Linked DNA regions of Sus scrofa: region 2 is linked to region 1. A link is a contact called in public HiChIP or PLAC-seq data. All regions are on one chromosome and are shown on one strand. Each heading gives the region's core, a stretch centred on a gene start, on an enhancer-like site or on the middle of the called end of the contact. The rest is flanking DNA. Distances are from core to core; before and after follow the strand shown.

What was found. HiChIP or PLAC-seq counts read pairs in DNA pulled down with a chosen protein or histone mark.
Region 2: a contact with region 1 is called in an H3K27ac HiChIP or PLAC-seq map of alveolar macrophages. The contact joins two enhancer-like sites. A contact is called at or near these places in 1 of 5 promoter capture datasets (liver) and 1 of 2 datasets of contacts at active chromatin or transcription factors (alveolar macrophages).

The regions. Positions count from the first base shown.
Region 1 is chr9:86,377,001-86,381,868 of Sscrofa11.1, reverse strand. No RefSeq gene overlaps it. Among named protein-coding and RNA genes, the nearest start is that of AHR, 130 kb to the left of the region's middle. Within about 2 kb of position 2,293, at least 4 of the 83 cell types and tissues checked have an H3K27ac peak or open chromatin away from gene starts, as enhancers often do. A contact at or near this core is called in alveolar macrophages, where this site is marked.
Region 2 is chr9:86,518,886-86,523,753 of Sscrofa11.1, reverse strand. AHR (aryl hydrocarbon receptor) reads right to left here. Exons shown (of 11, transcript NM_001303026.1): 2 at 172-359. Among named protein-coding and RNA genes, the nearest start is that of AHR, 9.5 kb to the right of the region's middle. Within about 2 kb of position 2,118, at least 19 of the 83 cell types and tissues checked have an H3K27ac peak or open chromatin away from gene starts, as enhancers often do. A contact at or near this core is called in alveolar macrophages, where this site is marked.

The sequences.
Region 1 (4,868 bases), core at 1,044-3,543:
AAAATGTGGATAAAGTGAAGATAAGAGTGGCTGACTATTGAAGCAAAGTTCTAGAGGAGGGGATTCTGGATCAAATCTCATGTCATCAGTAACAACATCAGCCTTAGAATCAGAGATTTTCACATGGAAATGAGCCCATTTTTAATGTTCTTGAGCTAATAAGTCAGTAAATTTAACAATCAATAAGAAGTGAGATGATAAACTGGAATTTGGATATTGAGCAAATATAAATATTTCAATACCTGGTAGCAAAAATATTACAGAGAGTACATTTGAGAGTAATAAAAGGATCCAAGGCCAACAGTGAAGATAAAGCTTAAAATAATATGAATTCACTGGTCATTCATTTTTATGCTTTTGTTACATTGTCTAGTATTACAGAGGAACCCAGAAGTAGAGACAGACAAAGCAGGTAAGTGTAGAAGATTTTCCTGAGTAGGAATTCCAAGAAAGAGCAACACTGAATGGACTGGCTCTGGATAATAAAGCAAGAACAACAAAAGGGAACAATGCTGGGTGAGATCACAGAGGCACCAGAGGCTACTGATCAGGGGCGGAGGCATGAGCATGTTGTCTGGAAGGGAGGGCAAACATTTAGAAAGTTCTGACCTGATCGATGACAAATAGAGAACTTAGCGGAATGAAACAATATTCAAAACGGTCTTTTTCTTTTCTGTTCTGTTCTTTTTCTGGAGATGGCTAGAAGTTGAAAAGAGCTGATAACTGGAATTGGGAGTTTTGTAGCCCTTCCCAGATTCCCTCAGTTGCCTAATTCTAAAGAATTTACTTTCCTTACAGACCACCTGTGACTTTGCGGGTGTCTAATTCTCAGAGGACACTTGAGTCAGATTTTAAAATGTTGAGCTTAAGCTGTCCTCACTTCCCACATGCTGAGCTCATTTGTGTCGAGTCATTTCTGGGTTCAATAAAATGCCACACTACCTGCTTTCTGTACAGCCAGACAAGGCAACACAAAGGTGAGGAAAATCAGCTTTCTATGGGGAAACTCTAACCAAAGGGAAGGGGGAGTAAAAGGGTGCTAGGCAGATACTTTTCCTTTTCTTTGTCCCTTTGACATTTTAAATTACAGCCTTTCCTTGTGGGTTTTTCAAAAAATTCCTACATGCCAGAAGAACACACCTGAGTATCTTACTGTGTTTTTCTGCAGCTAGTTGAAAAGGGTGGCTACTGCACTAACAATTCTATTTCATTACTTTCCATCTCTCCTTGTTTTATTACCATTTTTCCATGATATCATTAACGTTAAGCTTGTACTTCCTCAAAAAATATTTATGATCTTAGCCTTAAGCTCTGGTTTCTAATGAACTGAGTTTAAGTTATGAAGTTTTAGTAGTGGAAGTATCATCTTAAAATTAGAAAGAGTCAAAATGGATGGGAATTTTATTAATCAAATAGAAATTCTATTAACCAAATTCTGAGGAAGGAAGAATAAATGAACTTGGAGGAATAAAATGACTTAGAGATGGTTATATTTTAAGGAAAAGTGGGAGCCACCATAAAGTTTAGAGAAGCAAAAAGCCATAGAGTGATTTCTATTTCATTAGGATTAATTTAGACGTGTGTTGAAAAGAGTCAAGGGGATTATAAAGGCCACAGCCAAAAGAAAGCAGCCTTGGGGGGCTGCGCTGGGGTTGTGGGATGGAAATCCTATAAATTTGAATTGTGATGATCATTGTACAAGTATAAATGTAATAAATTCACTGAGTAGTAAGAAAAAAAAAGGAAAGAAAATGAAGAAAAAAAAAAAAAGAAAAAAAAGAAAGCAGCCTGGGCAGCAATAGCAGTAATGAGGCTAAAACATGATGCTTGTTCTAACCAAAGCCTCAGCAGTGGAGGGGCTTGAGAAAAGACTGAATTCCAAGTACTTGCTGAAAATAGAGCCTTTAGGATGATCTCATTGCCTGGAGGAGGGCTGGGAGAGAAACCAGAAAGTAAAGAAATGACTCCAAAGCTTTAGGTTTGAACAAGTGTAAAGATGGAATTGTCATCAACTGGGATGGGTAAGACACCTGTTGGAACAGCTTTTGGAGGAAAGATGGCGAGTTTGGTTTTGAACATTTTCAGTTCAACATTACTTTTGGACATCTAAGTGAAGATATAGGAGGGAATAGGCTTGTAAGTCTAGAGCAGAAATCAGCAAACTTTTGTAAAGGAACAGAGAATAAATATTTTATTAGACTTTGTGGGCCAGATGTTACGTCACAACTACTCCACCCCTGGGCAACCACAGACAATGTGCAAAATAATGGGCAGGGCTGTGTTACAATAAAAATTTACACAAACAGGCTGTAGCTAAATTTGGCTTGAAGGTCAAAGTTTGCTAACTCATGGTCTAGAATTTGGGAGGGAGGTCTGAACTAGAGAAACGCAGTTAGGACATATCAGCATATAAGTATGTCTAAGGCCATGCTAATTTGATGTAATTACTTCTGCTGTGATATTTGCATTTTTCCCTTGTTATAAATAGTAACTGCACTTTCTAAACTATATATATTTTTTCTTCAAAAAGGAGTCTAAGAAGAAACTATGAAAATGCCAATTTGATTCAATAGAGAAATCTGAATGAAAAACTTTAAGAATGCAATTGATAAGTGAATTCATATTTAGTACAAAACATGTTAGATATTTAGTCAGCTTGCAATAGGCCCTAGAAATTGAAAATTTGAGGAAGGCTGCGTTATTCAGCTTAGCTGATTTACAGGCACATTAGTATACAAGTAATAAGGACTAAGCGTATGTTCATACTCAAAATAAATTTAAAATATAGACACAAAAAATTGCGATTTGAACAAAAAGAAATTGTCATCTGTCAACCAATATTTCAAGGCAATCTTGATTTCATAGCCAGAGATGTTTTAGAAATAAAGAAAAAAGCTTTAGGATGAATAAATGATGCAATATTAATGATAAAGAATTTGGCTGAGTCAACAGGATGTTTAAAAAGCAAACCTCAAAGCCATTTATGACAAAACCACAGCAAACATAATACTCAATGGAGAAAATCTGAGAGCATTCCCACTAAAACCTGAAACAAGACAAGGATGCCCACTCTCACCACTGTTATTCAACATAGTATTGGAAGTTCTAGCCACAGCAATCAGACAAACAAAAGAAATGAAAGGCATCCAAATAGGAAGAGAAGAGGTAAAACTGTCACTGTATGCAGATGACATGATACTATATATAGGAAACCCTAAGGACTCAACTCAAAAATTACTTGAACTGATCAACAAATTCAGCACAGTAGCAGGATATAAAATTAACATTCAGAAATCAGTCACATTTCTGTATACTAACAATGAAATATTAGAAAAGGAATATAGAAGTACAATACCTTTTAAAATTGCACCCCAAAAAATCAAATGCCTGGGAATATAGCTGACCAAGGAGGTAAAGGACTTATATGCCAAGAACTAGAAAATTTTAATCAAGGAAATTAAAGAAGATGTAAAGAAATGTAAAGATATTCCATGTTCCTGGGTTGGAAAAATTAATATTGTAAAAATGGCCATACTACCCAAAGCAATCTACAGATTCAATGCAATCCCTATCAAATTACCCATGACATTCTTCACAGAACTAGAACAAACAATCCAAACATTTATATGGACCCACAAAAGACCCAGAATTGCCAAAGCAACTCTGAAGAACAAAAACCAAGCAGGAGGCATAACTCTCCCAGACTTCAGGCAATATTACAAAGCCACAGTCATCAAGACAGTGTGGTACTGGTAGACAGACCAATGGATAAAAATAGAGAAATAAAACCAGACACCTATGGTCAATTAATCTTTGACAAAGGAGGCAAGAACATCAAATGGGAAAAAGACAGGCTTTTCAGCAAGCATTGCTGGGAAACCTGGACAGCTGCATGCAAAGCAATGAAACTAGAACACACCCTCACATCATGCACAAAAAGAAACTCAAAATGGCTGAAAGACTTAAATATAAGAGAAGACACCATCAGACTCCTAGAAGAGAACATAGGCAAAACATTCTCTGACATCAACCTTACGAATATTTTCTCAGGTCAGTCTCCCACAGCAACAGAAATAAGAGCAAAAATAAACCAATGGGACCTAATCAAACTGAAAACCTTTTGCACAGCAGAAACCAAATAGAAAACTAAAGGACAACTTATAGAATGGGAGAAAATAGCTTCAAATGATGCAACTGACAAGGGACTAATCTCTAAAATATGCAAACAACTTATACAACTCAACAGCAAAAAAGCCAAAAACCCAATTGAAAAATGGGGAAAGGACCTGAATAGACATTTCTCCAAGGAATATACACAGATGGCCAACAAACATTTGAAACAATGCTCAACATCCCTGATTATTAGAGAAATGCAAAGCAAAACTACCATGAGATACCACCTCACACCAGTCAGAATGGCCATCATTAATAAGTCCACAAGTAACAAATGCTGGAGGGGGTGTGGAGAAAAGGGAACCCTCCTGCACTTTTGGTGGGAGTGGAAGCTGGTACAACCACTATGGAGAACAGTATGGAGGTACCTTAGAAAAATATACATAGAACAGCTACATGACCCAGCAATCCCACTCTTGAGCATATATCCGGAAAAAACTCTACTTAAAAAAGACACATGCACCTGCATGTTCATTACAGCACTATTCACAATAGCCAAGACATGGAAACAACCCAAATGTCCACTGATAGATGATTGGATTTTGAAGATGTAGTATATCTACACAATGGAATACTACTCAGCCATAAAAAAGAACAAAATAATGCCATTTGCAGCAACATGGATGGAACTAGAGACTCCCATCCTGAGTGAAGTAAGTCAGAAAAAGACAAATACCATATAATATCACTTACAT
Region 2 (4,868 bases), core at 869-3,368, 140 kb before region 1:
TCAAGTTTTGGCTTTGCTATTTAAGTTTTACCATACAGCAACAGGCAAAACCTTTCACATTATGATTTTTTTTTTTTTTTTTTGCAGTTTTCAACAGAGAAACAGAAACAGCCATACTCAACCTAAATATTTTGTAAGTGATTACAGAAAAATTAAACCCTTCTGTCTTACCATCAAAGAAGCTCTTGGCTCTTAGATAACTGACACTGAGCCTAAGAACTGAGAGTTTGTCCAGCTTATTAATAACATCTTGTGGAAAAGGCAACAGGCTGGCCAAGCGGTCCAATTCTGTATTAAGTCGGTCTCTATGCCGCTTTGAAGGATTTGACTTGATTCCTTCAGCTGGGATTGGCTTGACACTGAAAAACAAACAAAGCACCATAAAATGCATTAAAATCTATAAAGCAAAAATTTCTATTGCATTATAAAATCTCCTCGAATATTTTTTTAACAAAACAAACATCTAAAATCTACTTCAAGTTCATATAAATCCTTTCAAAATGCTTCTTGAATACCTTAATTAAGAAAAACAAAGGAATGGGTAAACTCCTTCATGTTTTATTAAAAACTTATGAACCCATCACAGGAAAATGCTGAGTACATCTTATACACCTTATATATTTATTGTATATGATTTCCATGAAAAAATCTACTAGGATTTTCTACCTCTCACAGCCATTGTTACAGGGGAAAAAAGAAAACTGCAAGAAGTTATGTGAAAATTAAGCTTCCTTTGCTATCTTCCACAAGAATCATCTTGGAAAAGTCACTTTTGCTATAAATAGGAGCAACCCTAAATAAAAACTTATCTTCATGATGCTTAGCTTCCAATATTTAATACTTTCATCCTGTCAGTGAAAACATCTCAAACCTGGTCCAGCCCCTCTGCAAGGTCCTCCAGCCATCTAATGGGCAAATCCAACATTAAGGCAAGAAAATATTTGACTTTAGTTACTGATATTTGTTGGGTGACAAATCTTAGAGGCTAACTGTGATTAATGATAAATTTTGCTTTTGTAACTGGTGGGTAATCTGACTTAATTATTAGTTATCATAGTTTGTGACTCAATTAAAAAATTCAATATAATCCCAACATTCAGCACAATTTTCATCTGAGTGAAAAGATATTTATGGTTAGGAGTAGAACTTGAGTTCAGAAATAAGAAATTGAACTTCATTACAAAGGCCTTAGCCAGGATTTCATAACAGAAATTCATTAAAGTGAATATAAATAGAGAGGATATTAAAAACCAAACAACATAATTTTTAGATCATGTTACTACACCCTCCCATTTGCCAGAAAAATAATTATTCAGAGAATTCTTTTGACAAAGACTTTTTTCCTCCAGTTTTATTGAGAAGACAAACACATCTGTGACAATTCAAATTAAATTACAGTATCTTAAAAAGTATAAACTGGCTTGAGTATAATGCTGTTAAGTTGATTCAATCAAAACATTTCTAGATAATTTATGCTTTTAATGGTATGAGCCAACATGAAGAAGTAATGCTTTATACAAAGAAATTATAGAAAGTAATGTGAAAATTTAACACATTTTTTACTGTCCCTAACCAGTAATTTCTTCAGAACTTGTCTGTTTCTATTTTTTCTATTATACCTCATGTTATTCCTGCAAAAAAATAAGAGTAATAAATTGGTAAAGTGGCATACTTTCCACTAGATACTTTCTCCAGACTATTTAAATAATTGCATACTTAATAGAAATTGGTGACTATTTATCTAGCTCTTTTCCCTAATCATATTACATGTATAATCAAATTCAAGTCACACCTAATTACTGCATTTCTCCAATTAATCAACTGAATTTCAACTTTTATCTCTAATACATGTCTACCTCATTGAATAATTTTCCTCTGACTCATCATCTGTTAAATATTTATTTGCAACTATCATGTCCTAGCAGTTTAGGAAATCATTCTTCCACATATTCAAAATGTGTTATAGGAGCTAAGTACAATGAACAACTGCTAGAAGAGATGGAGCTGGGTTCTGTAAGATGAACAGGACTGCAGGAGGCAGCATGGTGAGGAATGGTGACCTGGCACAGGGCCTTTGAATTGTGAAGCACCAGCTGCAAGAGAGACAAGGACGGAGCTGGCCAGGGCCACATTCCTTCAACAGATAGTGACCTCCCCACACACACCATGTGCCAAGCACAGAACACTGAGTAGTGAACAAAACGTACTGAAGCTCCTGTTCTTCTGAGGCTTACATCCTGATGGGAGGATACATAAATACATAAATGAATAAATAAATGAACAAGCACATAACTTTCCAAGCTGGTAAGTGTTAAGAAGAAAAATAAACCAAGATAAGGAAGTAAGGAGTGATGGGTGCTGGTTTTGACAGACAGCCAGGGAAGGTCTCTGATGTGATGTTTCATGAACATCTCAACATCAACAGACATGAACAGGGGAGGAGTGAGCCTTGTGGGTATCTGATGAAAAAAAGTCCATGAAAGAGGAAATCACAAGTGCCCCCTCAGAAATGGTATCGAACTGACCTTTGGTATCTGGGAGTCATCTTAAGTTTTCAGCCAGGTTTTAGATAACCAGTCTTTTTTTTTTTTTTTTTTGGTCTTTTTAGGGCCATACCTGCAGCATATGGAGGTCCCCAGGCTAGGGGTTGAATCAGAGCTGAAGCCACCGGCCTACACCACAGCCACAGCAATGCCAGCTCCAAGCCATGTCTGTGACCTACACCACAGTTCACAGCAACGCTGAATCCTTAACCCACTGAACAAGGCCAGAGATTGAACCTGCATCCTCATGGATACTAGTCAGGTTCGTTAACCTCTGAGCCATGACAGGAACTCCTATATGACCAGTCTTGTGTTTTAACAAGCTGACTATGGTGATGGAGAGGATGTAATGCAAGGCACATGGCACTGAAGCCAGCACTTCTTTCTGAAATATAAATCTGTCACTCCTCTGATTCAAGTTTTTCAGTAGCTCCATGCAGACCATGTTCCCGAACCTAGAGAACCAGACTCATCTGATCTTTCTATGGCTCCTCCCTATTCCTTTTGTGACTCCACAGAATCCCCTTGCTCTGTCTCACCAGCTTCGAGGTACTGCTCAATTAGATCACATCTGCAAAGTCTTCCCCGACCTACTCCCAATGGACTCCTGCCATACTACTACTTTATACTTTTTATGCAAAAGTCTTAAACAACCGTTCCATTAAGGAATATTCTGTGGAGATAGCATTTCTCATAATTGAAAATGAAATCCACTATTGCACTCTTGGTAGCTTTCCAGTAATGACTATACAACACTGGGGAGAAGAGAATAACACAAATGCTGACGCAAGACAAGCTACTATGACACAGAAAGAAATGACAATAACAGCAGAAGAAAGAGGTTTAGAGGTATTTCTCCATGTGATATGCTGCCCATCTTGTGCTGGCTCTTTGCAGCATTCAACCCTATCCTAGATGAGACTACGTCTTTACACAATGCAAAACTGGTCACAGCTCTAATGTATAATTACGCACATTATGGAATATTTAGTGTGAGATCCAATTTCCTAAGTCAAGTGTTATGTAACCTATGCTGCATATACTTGTTTGTCGCTCTTATTACTATGTAAAGTTAATCATCTTGTACCCCCAGTGCTCAGCATGGTACTTGATACTGAATAGACTCTCCAGGAATGTTTGCTGACTAGAAGTATCCAGGAAAGAAATGTTTGGAGCCTGACCAAAAGGAGTGATAGTAGGGATAAGAAGTAAGCCCTGACTTGAGATTTTTAAACACAGCACTTTGTGCCTACCACACAGCGTGGGACATAGTCAGACTCAAATGTTCACTGAACTGAACTACTTGCTGACTTCCTAGGTAGAGGAAGTAAGGGAGAGGTTGCAAATGACTGGGATCTGTAACGTAGGGTAACAAAGATTTTTCCTAATGGGAGGTATGCCAAACAGAGAGAAAAGAGACTTGACGACAGACCTCATTTATATTTAAGGTTTAAGGTTATATTTATATTTAAGGTTGAGGAAAGGGCGAGGGCAAAGAGGATGGAGGAGGAATGACAGGCAAGACATGAAAAGGATAAGCAGAGACTATTTCAGAGATCACAGAACAAAGTCAAATGAACAAAGGAATTAAATAAGGTCAGGGCTGAGAAGGATCCACTGGATTTGGCATTTCAAATTCAGCTTTAAGCTGAAGCAATAGATGTGACATACCTTTTCACCGATTTTGTGAGAACTACTCAGAACTATTCTGTGAAAATACTTCTTACCTATCCGCACATATTAAAGATGCACCAAATACTCAAAAATAGAAAGTAATTCTACATCACTTACAACCTGCCCTGACTTATGCTAGTGCTTTTACTTTTGTGCTGTCTTTAAACCTATGCCAAGCCATACTGCCATCTATTATGAGACTGATGTGGTGCCTACTGTGCTAAGGAAGCAGATCTGCCATCTATTTAAATAAAAGATTACATCTGAAATATAATGAAATGTCCCCCCATAAGATAGGATTTGGGATTTGTCAAGTTCAGACATCAGAAAGAGAGAGACTATAGATGCTGATCAGGCCAAGGAGCAATTTATTATTTCTTAAACCTTAACTTCAAATATCTTGTCCCAACCTGCAAATCAAAATTGTTGTGAAATCAAAACTTTAGCTGACTGCATGCCACGCTTCCGTTTTAGAAGCCCTGCATGTCTTAAATACTGGTGGTAACAGGCCCAATGGCAAGACCAAGGCCAGTTTGTGTGATATCTTTAAAGCCTTTTAAACATCCCAGGCTAAAATTTCTGTTTGGCTCGTCACTTGTGCCCAGCGTTTGAAAGAAAAGTGAACAATATAATAACCTAGTTTAATCATCA